2 separate regions of the Sus scrofa genome follow, and region 2 is linked to region 1. Evidence: chromatin contacts called from public Hi-C data. All regions are on one chromosome and are shown on one strand. The core of a region is the stretch at or near the end of the contact, and the rest is flanking DNA. Distances in the headings are between cores, read along the strand shown.

Region 1 (4,261 bases), core at 990-3,489:
AGGGTCTTCATTTTCATTTGGCTATATTTTTAAAAAATCGATTCATGAAGGGCTCTGCTAATTAGTTATATGGGAATATACAATGTAAGAAGATCAGGAATTCCCATCATGGCTCAGCGGTTAATGAACCCGACTAGCATCCATGAAGACTTGGGTTTGATCCCTGGCCTCACTCTGGGTTAAGATCCCCCATTGCTGTGGCTGTGGCTCAGGCCGGCAGCTACAGCTTCAATTGAACCCCTAGCCTGGGAACCTCCATGTGCCATGGGTTTGGCCCTAAAAAGACCAGAAAAAAGAAAAGATTAAATGTTGGTGAAGAGTAAAATAGCAAGCGAAGTTGGTGAAGGTTTGGTACTTTTCCATCTGCTAACTGCTGAACTGAACCCATGGTCCTTCCATATCAGAGATGCATGAATTAATTACTGCATAAAATTCAGAGCTGTCTTTTTTTCCTTTTTCGTGATTGTGGCAGAAATGATATGAAAACCCTGGGTTTTGACTCAGTCTATGACACCCATTAGATCTTAAAATCTAATTAAGATCTATACCCCATTGTGGTGGATGGACTGCAGAGTTAGGCATAATGAGTTGAATCTTACAGAAGATGATATTTACTTGAGGCTGCTCCATTTTGGCAAAATTCTGTGCGTTACAGCTTAAACATCTGTCAGACCAGCCCCACATCCTCTCAAAACCTAGAGACCTTGGAAAGGCAGGATGCATCTTGCACCTGTGGGCCTAGAGTTTCGTTTGGGCTGAAACTTTAAAAGCAGAGTTCACTCTGAGGGCACGTGAAAGAAATTATTTTTGTTATTTCAGTTTTTAAAATGACCTTTGGTCTTTTCTAGGGTCACACCTGTGGCATATGGAGGTTCCCAGGCTAGGGGTCTAATCGGAGCTGTAGCCGCTGGCCCACACCAGAGCCATAGCAACACGGGATCTGAGCTGTGTCTGCGACCTACACTACAGCTCATGGCAATGCCAGATCCTTAACCCACTGAGCAAGGGCAGGGATCGAACCCGTAACCTCATGGTTCCTAGTCGGATTTGGTTACCACTGAGCCACAACCGGAACTCTTTTTTTTTTTTTTTTTTAAATTAAAACCGCAAAGTGTCATTAATTCTTTGGTACCCTGGACGATCCATTTCAGTGATGACTGAAACCCCCATGGTCTGGATTTGTTTGTTGTTGTTCCTGGTGGGCTGTCGATGCAGCTGAATGATTCATACTCCTCAATTCATTATTGGTCCAAGACCAGCTTCTCTGCTGTATTACTTTCACTTTATCATTCATTCCAACACTAAACATCCTCCCCAACCCAGCATCAAAAGATAAAACCTCTTTAAAGTGTTAAGTGTGTATTTTTCAGTATCATTGACCTTGAAAAATAATTGAGGGTTTTACAATACATGTTAGTATATCAGATTTACATAAATTGCATTATTTCATAGTTTTTTAAACATAGCTTTTTAAATTCTCTGCTGGAATTACAAACAAATCAATATGACACCATTAACCCTCCCTTTCACCCCCCTGCTGTCCATTTCCCTCCAAAGAACCATCACCTGTTGGGCAGCATAGTTGGCAACCCTTATCCCAGCCTTGTGCCATTTGAGAGTGGCAAGCATGTCTAGACTCCCTAGAAATATTATCTTTCAACTTGCTTTTGGCAAGGGTAAACTTTTCACTGGATTGTGTCAACAGATATATATCCTCATAGAAATATATATCCTCATAGAAATAGATTGGTGCTGGAATTTCTCTAGGCAGGGAAAATAAAGACTATTTCCTGGCTCATTAAAATTTTTGCTTATTAAAAATGTCTGAGGGCGCTTGATTCTCAGGGGTGAGGCTGGTGACATACATATACTGTCAGCGGCTATTTTGGATTTTCTGCTTTCAGGCATGTCTTTGCTCTTGGATGAACCCCTTGTGGTTTTCAAAAGACCTAGCAAATCAATTATAAATAGAAGGCTTGTGTCTCTGTGTCTGCATGCACTTACTCTGTGGGACGAGGCACCCACATTACAGTGGGCAGTGAATTATTTTTTACTTCTTTGAAGAGGGAAGAAGAACGATGAAGCATGCTTTTCTTCTTTTTGAGATAACCCACACCTCTACACACACCCACACAAATCTGTGTAAATGAACTTGACATTTTCAAAGACCGTACCTTAAGGTCTTCCCTTGAAAGCACAGCCATATGACCTGTTATTTTAAGAAAGAAGCGGTTATCTCACAGACCTGCTGCAAAGGGTTCAAGGATTAGAAGGCAGCCTGTCTGTGCTGTAGCCCTTTGGAGGGAGGTTTGAAAGCTGACTTTCCTTATATGAACTGTGCTTTGATGAAAGTGCCTCATCTAACTAATCAGTGGTCTCTAGGACATGGGTGTTTACATTGTGGCTTCACTCTGCTTTCCCACTAGTGGAAACTGTTGGGACCGGCAAGTCTGAACTAATTATTCTGACAAGGGAGGGGAAAAGACAGGGTGATTTGAGAGATGAAACTGCAAATGGGTATTTTCAGAAAGAGACAGCTAGGAGGTCTGATTTGTTGTGCTTCACTGATGATCCATTAGCACCTTGGGCCCACCTGCGTGGGCTGTTCCTTTGGTCCCCCTTATTACCTTACTGCTCAGGCATTGTTTTGGGGCCTTCGTCCTCGATAATTGGTGCCAATTTTTTCCCCTGCCAGTTGACAATGTTTAAGCAGTGATAAATTCCCTAGTAATTAATGTAAGAACTTATATTATTAATGTAAAAACAATGTTCTTTTGAAAAATTAATCTAGGAGTTCCTGTCGTGGCTCAGTGGCAACGAGTCTGATTAGTATCCCTGAGGACACAGGTTCGATCCCTGGCCTCTCTCAGTGGGTCAAGGATCATGGCATTGCCATGAGCCGTGGTATAGGTTGCAGATGTGGCTTGGATCCGGTGTTGCTGTGGCTGTACTGTAGGCCAGCAGCCATAGCTCCGATTCCACCCCTGCCCTGGGAACCTCCATAAGCTGCGAGCATAGCCCTAGAAAGACACCCCCCCCCAAAAAAAAGTTAATCTAGACATCTGGCTGAAAATATGGATAATATGGATTTGTAATTATGGACTATGCCTCCTTGTAAACTCTTACTATACTGGTGACAGTTGAGGGCAGGAGTATCAGCAACCCTTGTATTGGTAGTTGATGGAGCTTTGTATGGAGCCAGCAGGAGCTGGTATTAACAGATGGTATTAATTGAGGAGCCTTTTTTTAAAAACATGAATTAAAGGTGGTGAGTGTTATGTTCTGGTAAAACATTTTATTTTGATCCAAGAATTGGGATATGAAATCCTATCAGACCAAAGACGACATGAAAACCACAGTAGGAGAAGTTCATTTTCAGAAGCCTTTGGACAAATGATAACCACTTTGGGGGCTACTAGGCTCTAAAACAGCACCCAGCTTATATAAGCATATTCATATTTTGAGAGGTGATTATTATTTGGTGGTTAGTCAGGTGATGCCTGGTGATGCCTCACTGGACTTTCTCTTTGGTTAATGTGTTTGTAATGGTCTTGGAGAAGCAGTGGGGGTGAATAAAGCCCGTGCAGTGATTTTTGTTTGTTTGCTTGTTTGTTTGTTTCCCTTCCTCTCTCTCCTTGCAGATGAGAAGCCCAAGGTAAACCCCAAACTGTACATGTGTGTGTGTGAAGGCCTCTCCTGTGGGAACGAGGACCACTGTGAAGGCCAGCAGTGCTTTTCCTCGCTGAGTATAAACGATGGCTTCCACGTCTACCAGAAAGGCTGCTTCCAGGTCTACGAGCAGGGGAAGATGACCTGTAAGACGCCTCCGTCACCGGGCCAAGCTGTGGAGTGCTGCCAAGGGGACTGGTGTAACAGGAACATCACGGCCCAGCTGCCCACTAAAGGTTCCCGTGGACTTTTCTATTTCTAGATCAAGGGTTTTTGTCAGTACTGTCCTGATTCTGTGTGGGTTAAAGATGTAAGTAGCCACAAGGCTTTCCTCCTACTCTTTGAACAATGGGTGATGAGGAAGGTAGCTCTAGTGGGGAAGAGAAAGGTGTGGCCTTTTGGAATCTACAGGGAGGATGGATATTTTGGGGAACGTGACCAAGGTGATGTCTGTCTTGGGGACGGCTTGGTTGCCTAGATTTCTCTTGGTAGTCATGAATGGTTCAACAGCTGACACTACTTTCTGAAAGGAGCTATGATGTCATAATTTCTGAAACAGTTCTGTTTCGTAAGTATTCATCTTGATGTTAAG
Region 2 (4,434 bases), core at 759-3,258, 200 kb before region 1:
TAAAACCCCTGGGCTTGCCTTCTGTCCAAACAAGCGGCACAAAATTTCCCCTCCCCAGCATGTGCTCCTTTGCTGTTCTCCCCTCAGAGCTCCCTTTACTCCCGCGTGAAGGCGTTTTTGACCAGATACCTAAAGATGCAGAGGAGACCGATAGGTAAGCACCCTCCTCCTTCTCAGGAGAAAGAACTAATATTATCACATGCCTGTTGCCACTAGTTAGAGAGCTATGAAGATGTGGGCCTGGAAGTGGCAAAGAGCCAGTTAAGAAGCAGAGGAGAGGAGTTCCTGTTGTGGCTCAGCGGGTTAAGGACCGGACGTTGTCTGTGCAACGACACGTGTTCAATTCCTGTTCTCGCTCAGTGGGTTAAGGATCTGGCGCTGCCATCACATACTGTGTAAGTCACAGTTGCAGTTCAGATCTGGTGTTGCCATGGTTGTGGCGTAGGCCGGCGGCTGTAGCTCCGATTTGGCCCCTAGCCTGGGAACTTCCATATGCTGCACATGCAGCCCTTAAAAAAAAAAAAAAAAAAAAAAAGGCAAACAGGATGAAAAAAGAGTCCTGCTTCCACTCTCCCTGAGCTGATCACTTGTTCTGTCCTGCTGGCTGCTGGATTCCCTCCAGCTGAAACACAGCCATGTAAATCCAGTGTGCTCCCAGGGCAGGGGCCTGACACTGCAAAGCTATGTTAAGAGGTCAGGCTACAGAGATGGGTAAGCCAGTCTCCCAGGTCTAGTGAAGCAGAGAAGTGCAAGGTCAAATGCTTTCTCAGGTTCATTAGGGGCCTCACCACACTCGCTCTCAGCTTTTAGCACAACTCCCACTTCACTCAACATTAATTCAACCTGCATTTACTGAATCCCTGCCACGTATTCCCCTTTCCAATCTGTGGCCTTTTAAACTGAATTGATGCCTGCTCTTCTGTCTTTCCTGCTTAACTTCATCTCACCTACTGGGAAAATTAAGAGAGGATCCCACTTATGCCCAGAACTGTGAAAATGCAACGTATCTTTAGTGGAAAGTTTACAGATAACCACCAGATGGGGCTGCTATGCAATGAAAGTAAACTTTTGTGGGGGCATGAGGAGTGGCTACAATATACTCCAACATCCAGAACAGCATTATTTATATCTTTCTTCATTGAAAACTAGGAAAAAAATGTTTTATGGATGTCTATGCTTCTAAATTTTTATAAAATCAAATCACTGCTTATAACAAATTTAGAAAATACTCCTCTTAGAAAGGGAATGTACATATATGTATGACTAGGTCACTTTTCTGTACAGCAGAAATTGGCACAACATTGCGAGTCAACTACACTTTAATAAAAAAAATTTAAAGAAAATACTCCTCTTAAAAAACAAGTGATCTTTTTAGAGAAAAATATATGTGCTTATTATTAGATGTTTTCCCCTCGGAGGAGATCCTGCCCACATCAAGTTTGCTTGCTTGTCTTTCTTCCTGATCCTTTCTCTTCATTCCTCTGTCTCTTTCAGTGAAAGGCCATAATATGAAAGGGAAATGCATTTATTTATTTATTTTATTACAGTCTTCTATGTGCTCTGTAATCAATTTCAAAAATAAATGAATGGCGTTTGACATTTTCTATCAACAGGCTCTTCTATCCTGATCTCTTCCATCTCAATCTAAATTAATCACTTTGACCTCACTACTTTTTCCTTCAGGTTTAGTTTGAAGATCTAGACAATTCTTGATTAATAACACTCACATGAGGTTGCCCCTGTCTCAGAAAATCCGAGAGACAAAAGGAGGGAGAGTGCCAAGTATGCCTTTGCTATCTCAGGAACACCCTGCTTAATGGGGCAAAGTAACCACAGGGGGTGGGGTTGGGGGGCAGCTGGAGCGTGACAATTGACCCCTGGGATGCAGAGGCAGGGAGTCTGCAGAGTCTGCGGACAGCAGCAGGGAAAGCTGCAGAGGGGAGGCGTCCCTCCTCTTTCTGCAGCACGATGCAGCCTGTGTCCCACTAATGCAAAACCAAGAGCGTCCTGGTGAGAAATGGAAAACCTAAAAATAGACCTGCAGAAAGGACTTTGACCTTGGCTTGAAAGTCAGCCCAGTGCTATGACAAGAAGGACTTTTTCCATGAAGATTATGTTTTTAAAATTCATATTTCATCTGCGTGCAGACTCTCGGTAAAACCACACTCAGAAAATGTGCATGTTGGCTGTCTTTCAGCTGTAAAGTCATTATATTTGGCTCTGGTTCTTTTGGACATTAGATGTCTGTGTAAGCGTTTCTTTTTGAAATTTCTCATGTAAGAAGTTAGTGGTTATAAACTGGATTAATAGTGACATTTAAGCATATCTCTATTACTGTATGTATCCAGTACTTAATGATTTCTGGAAAGAATTCAAGGACAAAGCAGGAAAATGTTGCATTCAAGTAATATAGAATGTACATGCTTTAGAATTAACTACAAAGAATTAGTAATTTCTCTTGAAGATATCTATCCACAGTACCAAAAGAATATATATATTTTAAGCTTCAGTAATTAAATCCCAAATTAAAGGATACTGTCCTATAATTTCTTGTGTATGTTAGTTATATTTGAAATGTTTGCTATCAAAGAACTTCAGGGGACCTTTATATGTACTCCATATATATGTTAAGAGTAACTTTGTGTGTGTATGTTTTGTTTTGTTTTTTTTAAGGCTATTAAATGGCAAAAACACTTTTATATACTTAGGTAACTTCCTAAGGAACAGCTGCCACCAATTAAACAACATACTTTTTAAAGACTCTTGGGGGTTCAATATACCGTCAGTGGACTGAAAAATCTGGAAAAATGGACTTCATTAGCTACTACAAAATTATTGAAAAGATGGTTGAAATGGCGTTTAATACCTGCGAAGACAGGAATAATCAGTGGTTTAAAGTTTCACCATAAAGATTGGTAAATAACCCTGATTACAGGTCTTATTCAAACAGAAAATAATGGATATGTGATGAAAGGAGAATAATGATCCGAATTGCTCTTAATCTTGGAATCATGCCTATTGATTGGCCTAGAAATAATGGGACTAATCATATGGTAAGAAAGCCAAGTGCTTGAGAAAGTCATTAACTTTGGGGAAACAAGATACCCACTAACTTCATTGTACTAGTACAGTATTTTATTGAGTAAAGCCTTCAAACATCTGTGTATTTAGGAAAAATTCCAGTGCTAACCCACGTCAAATAGCATTCCTTTCCACTTCTCCGGAACTGGTAAAAGCTATTTAGGTACTCTTTATAATTCATCAAACATTGACTGAACACCTACTGTATGCCTGGAATACCACAGAATCAAATAAGTAATTTAGCATTTTGAAAGATAATTACTAATCTCACATTGGCTTATTTCTAATAAGCTAAAGAAGTAACGATCTTCTCAAAATAGTCAATTTACCCTTTAGACTGGCATTCCTGAAACACTCTGGCAAAGTTTCATGAATAGACATATGTACAGTTGTCCTCTCATCTCAGCTTTTGCTTTCTGTGGCTTCCGTTACTCAGTCAACCACGGTCTCAAAATAATAGGCGGAAAGTTCCAGAAATAAACAATTTGTAAGTTTTAAATTGCAAGCCATTTTGAGGAGCATGATGAAATCTCGCGAGGGTCTGAATAGCGTGATTACGTCTCTCTGGGTGCCCTGCCCAGGACTTGAATCTTCCCTTTAATCTGCGCATCACCTGTAAGTCCCAGAGTAGCCCTCTCTGGTTATCAGATCCACTGTGTTTGTGGTATTTCAGTGTTTGTGTTCAAGTAACCCTTATTTTACTTACTAATGACTCCAAGGTGCAAGAATAATGGTGCTGGCAATTAAGATACGCCCAAAGGAAGCTGGGAAGCTGTAAAGGGCTTCCTTTAAGTGGAAAGGTGAAAGTTCTCAATAAGGTTAGGGAAACTATGCTGAGCTAAGACCTGTGGTAAGAAATTGTGAAGAAGGAAAAAGAAATTTGTGCTGTTTTTGCTGTCGTACCTCAGACTGCAAAATTATGGCCACAGTGAGTGATAAAGTGCTTAGTTAAGTTGAAAATGGCATTAAATTTGTGAAAGACATTTTGAGAGAGAGACTACATTCACTTAACTTTTATTATAGGAAATTGTTATAATAATTCTATCCTATCATTGTTTATTGTTGTTAATCTCTTACTGTGTCTAATTTACAAATTAAACTTTATCATAGGTATGTATGTATATGAAAAATCATAGCTTATATAAGGCCTGGTACTATCCAGGGTTTCAGGTATCCACTGGGGGTTTTGGAACGTACCTCCTGCAAATAAGGGGGACTACATCATATTAAAGAGACACAAAGTCTTTTTTAAAAAAAAATCATAATTTCTCATCTCTAGGGAAAGCCTCAGAGGATTTTGAATTCGAAATATTCTTACTTCCCATTAACTTTTCTTGAGGACTCCTGTAGCCA

The links. A called contact is a pair of places that touch in the nucleus more often than the background predicts.
Region 2: a Hi-C map of skeletal muscle shows a contact between it and region 1, with 7 times the contacts expected there. The contact joins two enhancer-like sites. A contact is called at or near these places in 2 of 5 promoter capture datasets (fetal liver and liver), 33 of 47 Hi-C or Micro-C datasets (adipocytes, adipose tissue, alveolar macrophages and 18 more) and 2 of 2 datasets of contacts at active chromatin or transcription factors (alveolar macrophages and skeletal muscle).

What each region holds. Positions count from the first base shown.
Region 1 is chr15:64,794,494-64,798,754 of Sscrofa11.1, reverse strand. It overlaps ACVR1 (activin receptor type-1), which reads left to right. Exons shown (of 11, transcript XM_001927798.7): 4 at 3,642-3,905. Among named protein-coding and RNA genes, the nearest start is that of ACVR1, 95 kb to the left of the region's middle. Within about 2 kb of position 2,239, at least 3 of the 83 cell types and tissues checked have an H3K27ac peak or open chromatin away from gene starts, as enhancers often do. A contact at or near this core is called in skeletal muscle, where this site is marked.
Region 2 is chr15:64,993,730-64,998,163 of Sscrofa11.1, reverse strand. No RefSeq gene overlaps it. Among named protein-coding and RNA genes, the nearest start is that of UPP2, 93 kb to the left of the region's middle. Within about 2 kb of position 2,008, at least 8 of the 83 cell types and tissues checked have an H3K27ac peak or open chromatin away from gene starts, as enhancers often do. A contact at or near this core is called in skeletal muscle, where this site is marked.